Regions from separate parts of the Sus scrofa genome. Here region 1 is linked to region 2. Evidence: chromatin contacts called from public HiChIP or PLAC-seq data. All regions are on one chromosome and are shown on one strand. The core of a region is the stretch at or near the end of the contact, and the rest is flanking DNA. Distances in the headings are between cores, read along the strand shown. Region 1 holds the start of CC2D1A (coiled-coil and C2 domain containing 1A). Region 2 holds the start of IL27RA (interleukin 27 receptor subunit alpha).

Evidence for each region. HiChIP or PLAC-seq counts read pairs in DNA pulled down with a chosen protein or histone mark.
Region 1: a contact with region 2 is called in an H3K27ac HiChIP or PLAC-seq map of alveolar macrophages. The contact joins the promoter of CC2D1A here to the promoter of IL27RA in region 2. A contact is called at or near these places in 1 of 5 promoter capture datasets (liver), 5 of 47 Hi-C or Micro-C datasets (adipose tissue, fetal skeletal muscle, liver and 2 more) and 2 of 2 datasets of contacts at active chromatin or transcription factors (alveolar macrophages and skeletal muscle).

The regions. Positions count from the first base shown.
Region 1 is chr2:65,251,189-65,253,888 of Sscrofa11.1, forward strand. It overlaps CC2D1A (coiled-coil and C2 domain containing 1A), which reads right to left and starts at 1,289. Exons shown (of 29, transcript NM_001243031.1): 1 at 992-1,289. The coding sequence starts at 1,051. It overlaps C2H19orf57, which reads left to right. Exons shown (of 8, transcript XM_021083707.1): 1 at 1-835.
Region 2 is chr2:65,148,372-65,151,217 of Sscrofa11.1, forward strand. It overlaps IL27RA (interleukin 27 receptor subunit alpha), which reads right to left and starts at 1,294. Exons shown (of 14, transcript NM_001243884.1): 1 at 1,092-1,294; 2 at 500-617. The coding sequence starts at 1,185. RLN3 (relaxin 3) reads right to left here. Exons shown (of 2, transcript NM_001045679.1): 2 at 2,108-2,337. The coding sequence ends at 2,108.

The sequences.
Region 1 (2,700 bases), core at 39-2,538, 100 kb after region 2:
AGCAGAGACAGCCATGCAGGAAGGTTGGAGGCATTGAGAGTAAAGAGAAAACCCAAACAACGCAGAAGTTGAAAGCGGGGCCTTTGCCACATAACATACCTGTCTTCCTATCCTATTCTGGTTAATGACTAATCATGATGTGCTAATATTAGGCTGAACTACACAAAATTACCTTTTCTGTGGGTCAAACATGGCCAAATATGGTCAATTTTATATGGCTCTACCTAAGAGTAATAATGATGATGACAACACTTATTGAGTGCCATGTTCCAGTACATTCCATAAACAATCTCAAGGAATTTTCACAGCTATCCTGTAACATAGGGCCTCTTAAGGCCTCCATTTTACAGATGAGGAAACTGAGGCTTAGAACTGTGAAGTCCAATGTGCAGAAGCCAGGAGGCAACTTCAGGTGAGCCAGACTCTGATATCTGAGCACTAAGTTATGGCTCTAGTTCCTTACAGCAAAGCTCAGAAAAAAATCAAACTCTCCCAAAGGAGATGAAGAGAGGAAGAAAGGGCCCAAGCACAGTCCTGTGGGCTCATGGCAGCGGCTCTGGATTTGCACTTAGTTCTGGCCAAGCAACTTAGCTCTGCCCTGTGACCTTGGGCAGGTGTCTTCTTCTCTCTGGGCCTCAGCGTCCCCATCTGCACAATGGGGATAAAGAGTCTGACCTGGCCCGACTGATGAGAGGGTTCCATCAGTGCTCAGGCCAAGAGGGTAATAACTGCCTTTCTTACTCCAGGTCCGAGGCCTTCCCCTCCCCGACAGTAGCTGCCACGGCAACAGGTGGCCCTAATCCCTGAGCGGGGCATAAGGAGCTGGGGAGACGAAGTAAGTAGGCCCCATTTTGGGGGTTGACGCTAACCTGAGGGGGCGGGGACCGGGGCTCACCTGGGGGTGGAGATCTGACTCCTCTAGGGGGTGGGGCCCTACCTTGGACAAGGGTGGGAAGGGTTCTCTCGGCCCGGCCGTGGAGTACAGACTCACCTGGCGAGCGGTGGCGGCACCTCGGCCTGGAGGTCCCGAAGGTCCCTTCTTCTTGTGCATCTCCCAAGCTGGATACTCGGACCACCGGCCCCCTGGCCTGGCCTTGCCCGGCCTTCTCCCCCGGGGCCTATGGCCGCGCACGCGCCCTTCCTGAGTCCCGCGCCCCTCGTTGGCACCCCGCGACCGCCGACCGCGTACCCTCTGCCCCTCAAGTGGCCGCCCTACTTCCGCCTCGGCCCTTGGGCGCCGCGGCACCTGAGCACAGCAACTGGACTTGCCGGGCCCGCCGCACTGAAACTACAACTCCCGGCAGGAAGTGCGCGAGCGCGCACGCGCTGCCTCAGGGGTAGTGGGAGGTACCACGGGTTGCTCAGGAAAGAGGCGGGCGTACGCGAGTGAGAGGGGCGGTGCTGGCATCGCACATGCGCACGACGGGGCTTCATAGTGCGCGGGAAAGAGGCGGAGCGTTTGCCGGTGTGAGGCTTGGCAGCGGCACCCTGGTTCGTGGCTTTGCGCGGCCACTTGTGAGCTCTAGTCTCTCTTGGCGGTCCTGGTCTGGGCATTTCTTACTTTTTGGTGGCCTGGGTAGGGTTCGTGTGGCCTAGTCACCGGAAGCTGGGTCCAGAGCACTCGGGCCTCGGATCCTCAGCTACTCGACCTCTGTTTGGGCCAACTCTGCCTTTTATTTTCTCAAAAATTTTTTCGCAAATAATTTAACCGAGTTATCCCCAGCAGTTCCAGGTAGACCTCCTCAGTTCCCGATAAGGACAGAAGGACCTTGACTTCTCTGGCCCAGGTCGGTTTTGTCTTCACAGGCCCTCTAGGCTGGAAGGAATTGACCTGTGAAGACTGCTGCCGTTCCAAGGCCCCAGGCATCCCCTGAAGGCCCCCTCTTAAAGGACCCCCAGGTGGCCCCTCTAAAGCACTTAAATGACTCCAAAGTGTACTAGGTGTCACTTCAAAAGACCCGGGTGGAGAGAGGGGGCTTCACACAGGCTACCCCATCTTAGATACTGAAAGGGGACATCCCAGGGCTTCCCATGGCCCCAGCCCCCAACCCGCTATCTGCAGGATGAAGGCATTTTAATTCTTAGCCTGCCACAGCCCAAGGTAGCTATGACTCCCACCCTATGTTCCCCTGCCCAGTTGACCCCTGGGGCAGCCAGATGGGCCCAAGTGGGGGTGGGGTGGCCTCAGCCAAGGCCACTGTGTCTGTACCGAGTTAGGAACTGGTTGTAATGACGAAATCTGCTCCTTTTCAGATTTCTCTAGGGAGGGATAAAATGAGTAAGAGGAAGAAGCTTCGGACCTCAGGTATTTGGATGTTCAAGTTGGCACTTCTTTATTGCTTCTTCTGCTTATAGGAGGAATGTGGGTTTATGGCAGAAATGCTAGCATGACCAGACCAAGCTCCTGAGCAACAATGACCTAATACATGCTACTAAGAAAAATGTAAATTATGGAGAAGTGCTTGCAGTAAAAAGTGAAAGCTTTGTGGAGCTTCCTCCAGCCTCTAGTGGGATCCCACAGCCTTGGGAAGATCCACTAGGCTTCAGGAAAGGGATACAGCCTCTATGCTGCCCACTCTCAGAGATGACCTGTGAGTAGAGCTTGACATGCTTCAAGCTTAGCATCTGGTGCTAAGTGCTTCACTCTCAAAACAAAACCCTGAGTTCATCTCACTGTGTGATGGCAGAAGACTTACTCTG
Region 2 (2,846 bases), core at 44-2,543:
CTCTCACTTGGCCAAATTTGAAATGAATTTCAGTTTCCAGAGTGATTCACTGTGAAGCAACATCAGTCACCCCCTCAGAATGTGAGTTCCATGAGGCTTTCTTTCTCACTGCTGCACCCCCAGCACCAGACCAAATGACCTTTTCATATGCTCAGAGAAGCTAGCAGCCTAAGGTCACACAGCACTAAAAACAACTCCTAATCATTAAGTGTTTTCTCTTTCTCAAGTGCCTCACTCACTGAATTCTCAGAACCAACCCTGGGAGGCAAGTTCCATTACTATCAACTTTTGATAGAGGACGAAACAGGCTCAGAGAGGGAAAGTGATCGGTCCAGGGTAACAGGCAAAGAAATGAGGGAACCTAGACTCTAAGGACTTGAAAGTGGGCAGGGCTGGGGGTGGGGGGTGGGACAGAATGGGTTCTCTCAACCTGAGAAGGCTAGGAACCTAAGCGGTGCCGTCCAAAGCCTCAGTTTCCCCGTCATCCCCTTGTACTCACTACTTCTGGCTCTGGAGGTAGAGCGTGGAGGGGGTTCCCAGGTCCCCAAGAGGCTCCCACGAGCAGTTTAAGTCGCCCAAGGGTCCGACTCCATAGCACTGCAGTGGCCCAAGGCTTCCTGGAGAGAGGGGCGGGAGAGTCCAAAGGAAGGTGGTCAATTCCCCCAGCCACCGGCACACTCCAGAACCTGAACTTCCGCGCCCCCCATCCCGAGTTTTGACAGCTTCTGAGGGGGATCCAGGGTCCCTCACGGAAGTGGGTGACAGAAAGGGGGCGCTGGGTACCGCTCCCCAGGCTTTGGGCATAACTCCTCCCCTCCCTCTGCCAGCCACATCCTGTTACCACCCCCTACAGCCCCTACCCCTGCCCACCCCCCACTCCGGGCTCTGGCTCCCAACTCGCTTCCGCCCATTACCCAGCTCCTTTCTTCTCCCAGTCCCTACCCCTGCGGCGGGGTGGGGGTGGGAAAGCAGATTAGCGCCGAGACCTCAGTCATTCATTTCGCAAACTTGAGCTGCACCCCTGAGGATGTGCGCTTTCAAGCATGAGCGTGGCGGCAGAGAGCCCGACACGAGCTCGCTCCAGAACTCACCCTGGGGCCGAGTCCGGTGGAACAGCAGCAACAACAGGGGCAGCAGCACCAGCTTCGGCCAGGGCACAAAGGCGGCGGCCCTGGCCCCAGGCATGGCACTCCCGCGCCCCTAGTCCTGCCCGGCCCTTCCCGGCCCAGCGCGGCCGCGCCGCTCGCCTAGCTCTCGGGACCCAGCGCCCAGAGCGGCAACGGGAAGCCGATCCACCCCTCGCGTCCGCCTCCGCACCTTGCGCTCGGGATCCCCGCCCCTTTGCTGCGCCGGAAAGTCCCCGGCCGCGCTCTCAGGGGCTGGGGAGGGGAGAGCCAAGGGGGAGAGAGAGGGGGAGGAGGAGCGGCGTCGAGGGTGCGGCAGAGCTCCTCTGATACCTGCCCCTCCCCTCCCCAAACACCATACACACACACACACACACATACACACGCTGCCAAGTACTTTGGAACTTTTATTTGGGGGGTTGAGGAAGATTCTGATCCGTACCCCTCCCCCCACCACTGAGCCTCCACCCCAGGAAACGAAGGGAACCTGAGGTCCCTCTTCCAGGCTTGGGGTCCACAGCTTTAGAACCCAGGCTGGGGTGGAGGGAGGGGCCTGGAAGGCTTCGGGGAGAGAGGGGGCAAAGGCTAGAATGGGGCGGGAGTTGGGGGTGGTATAGTTTGGGCTGGCGAGGGGACAGTGGCCACAGCTGGGCCAGGGTCTCAGTGTGGCCACTTTGGGTAGAGCAGGGGCAACCGTTGCAGCAGGAGACAGTACAGGCCAGGAAAGGCATGAGATGGGCTGGGGAGAAAGGGTCCCCATGTGGCCAGGTAGGGGCACAGCCTGCTCAGGGTCAGGATAGGCTGGCCAAAGGTCAGGGTTGGGTGGGAGGACTCTATTCTGAGCCCATAGTGCCTGAGCTCTGTGACTTGCTGATGAATGAATGCATGAGGGGCTAGAAACAGGTGCCCACCTGGACACCCATTAGGTGGACAGCAGAGCTGGGACATTCACTCTGGTTCTCCATGGCCACCTGGTCCCCTGTCTAGCAGAGGCTGCTGATTTCACTCTTGCTGCACCCCCACTTGCAGCAGTTGCTGGAGAGGCCAGCCAGGACATCACGACTGCCCCTAAGAGCCCCAGGGGTTCTCTGCCAGCCTGGTTGAACCCCATAGAAGGTCTCAGGGGACTTGGTCAGGGCCAGCCATTCGCTGGAGGCCATTGCCTCGTCCAACTCGCTGTCTGCGTTGGAATCTGTGTCTGAGAAGACATCCCCTGCAAAAAGATGAAAAGAGTGAGTGCTTGGGATTCAGCTCAGGCCACACTCAGAGTTCTGGCTCCTGGCTGGTCCAGCCACTTCTCTGTTCTTGTGACTCAGCCTGTTAGTTAAAGATTTTTTTGTTTTTGTTTGTTTGTTGTCTTTTTAGAGCCACATCTAAAAAGAAAAAAAATTGTGGCCAATGACATGGCCCCGTGGGACAAGGACAGGTGCAGCTGGGCCCCTGGCAGTGTCCTGGAGGCTCCTAGCAGCCTTGGGGTCCTCAGGGAGGACTGGGGGGTGGGGGAACACAGGGCTTAGGACAGTGACTCTTTTTTTTTTTTTTTTTTAGGGCAGCACCTGTGGCATATGGAAGTTCCCAGGCTAGGAGTCAAATTGGAGCTGCAGCTGCCAGCCTAGGCTGCATCCACAGCAACTCCAGATCCGAGCTGCGTTTGCAACCTATACAACAACTCATGGCAACACTGGATCCCCAACCCACTGAACAGGGCCAGGGGTTGAACCC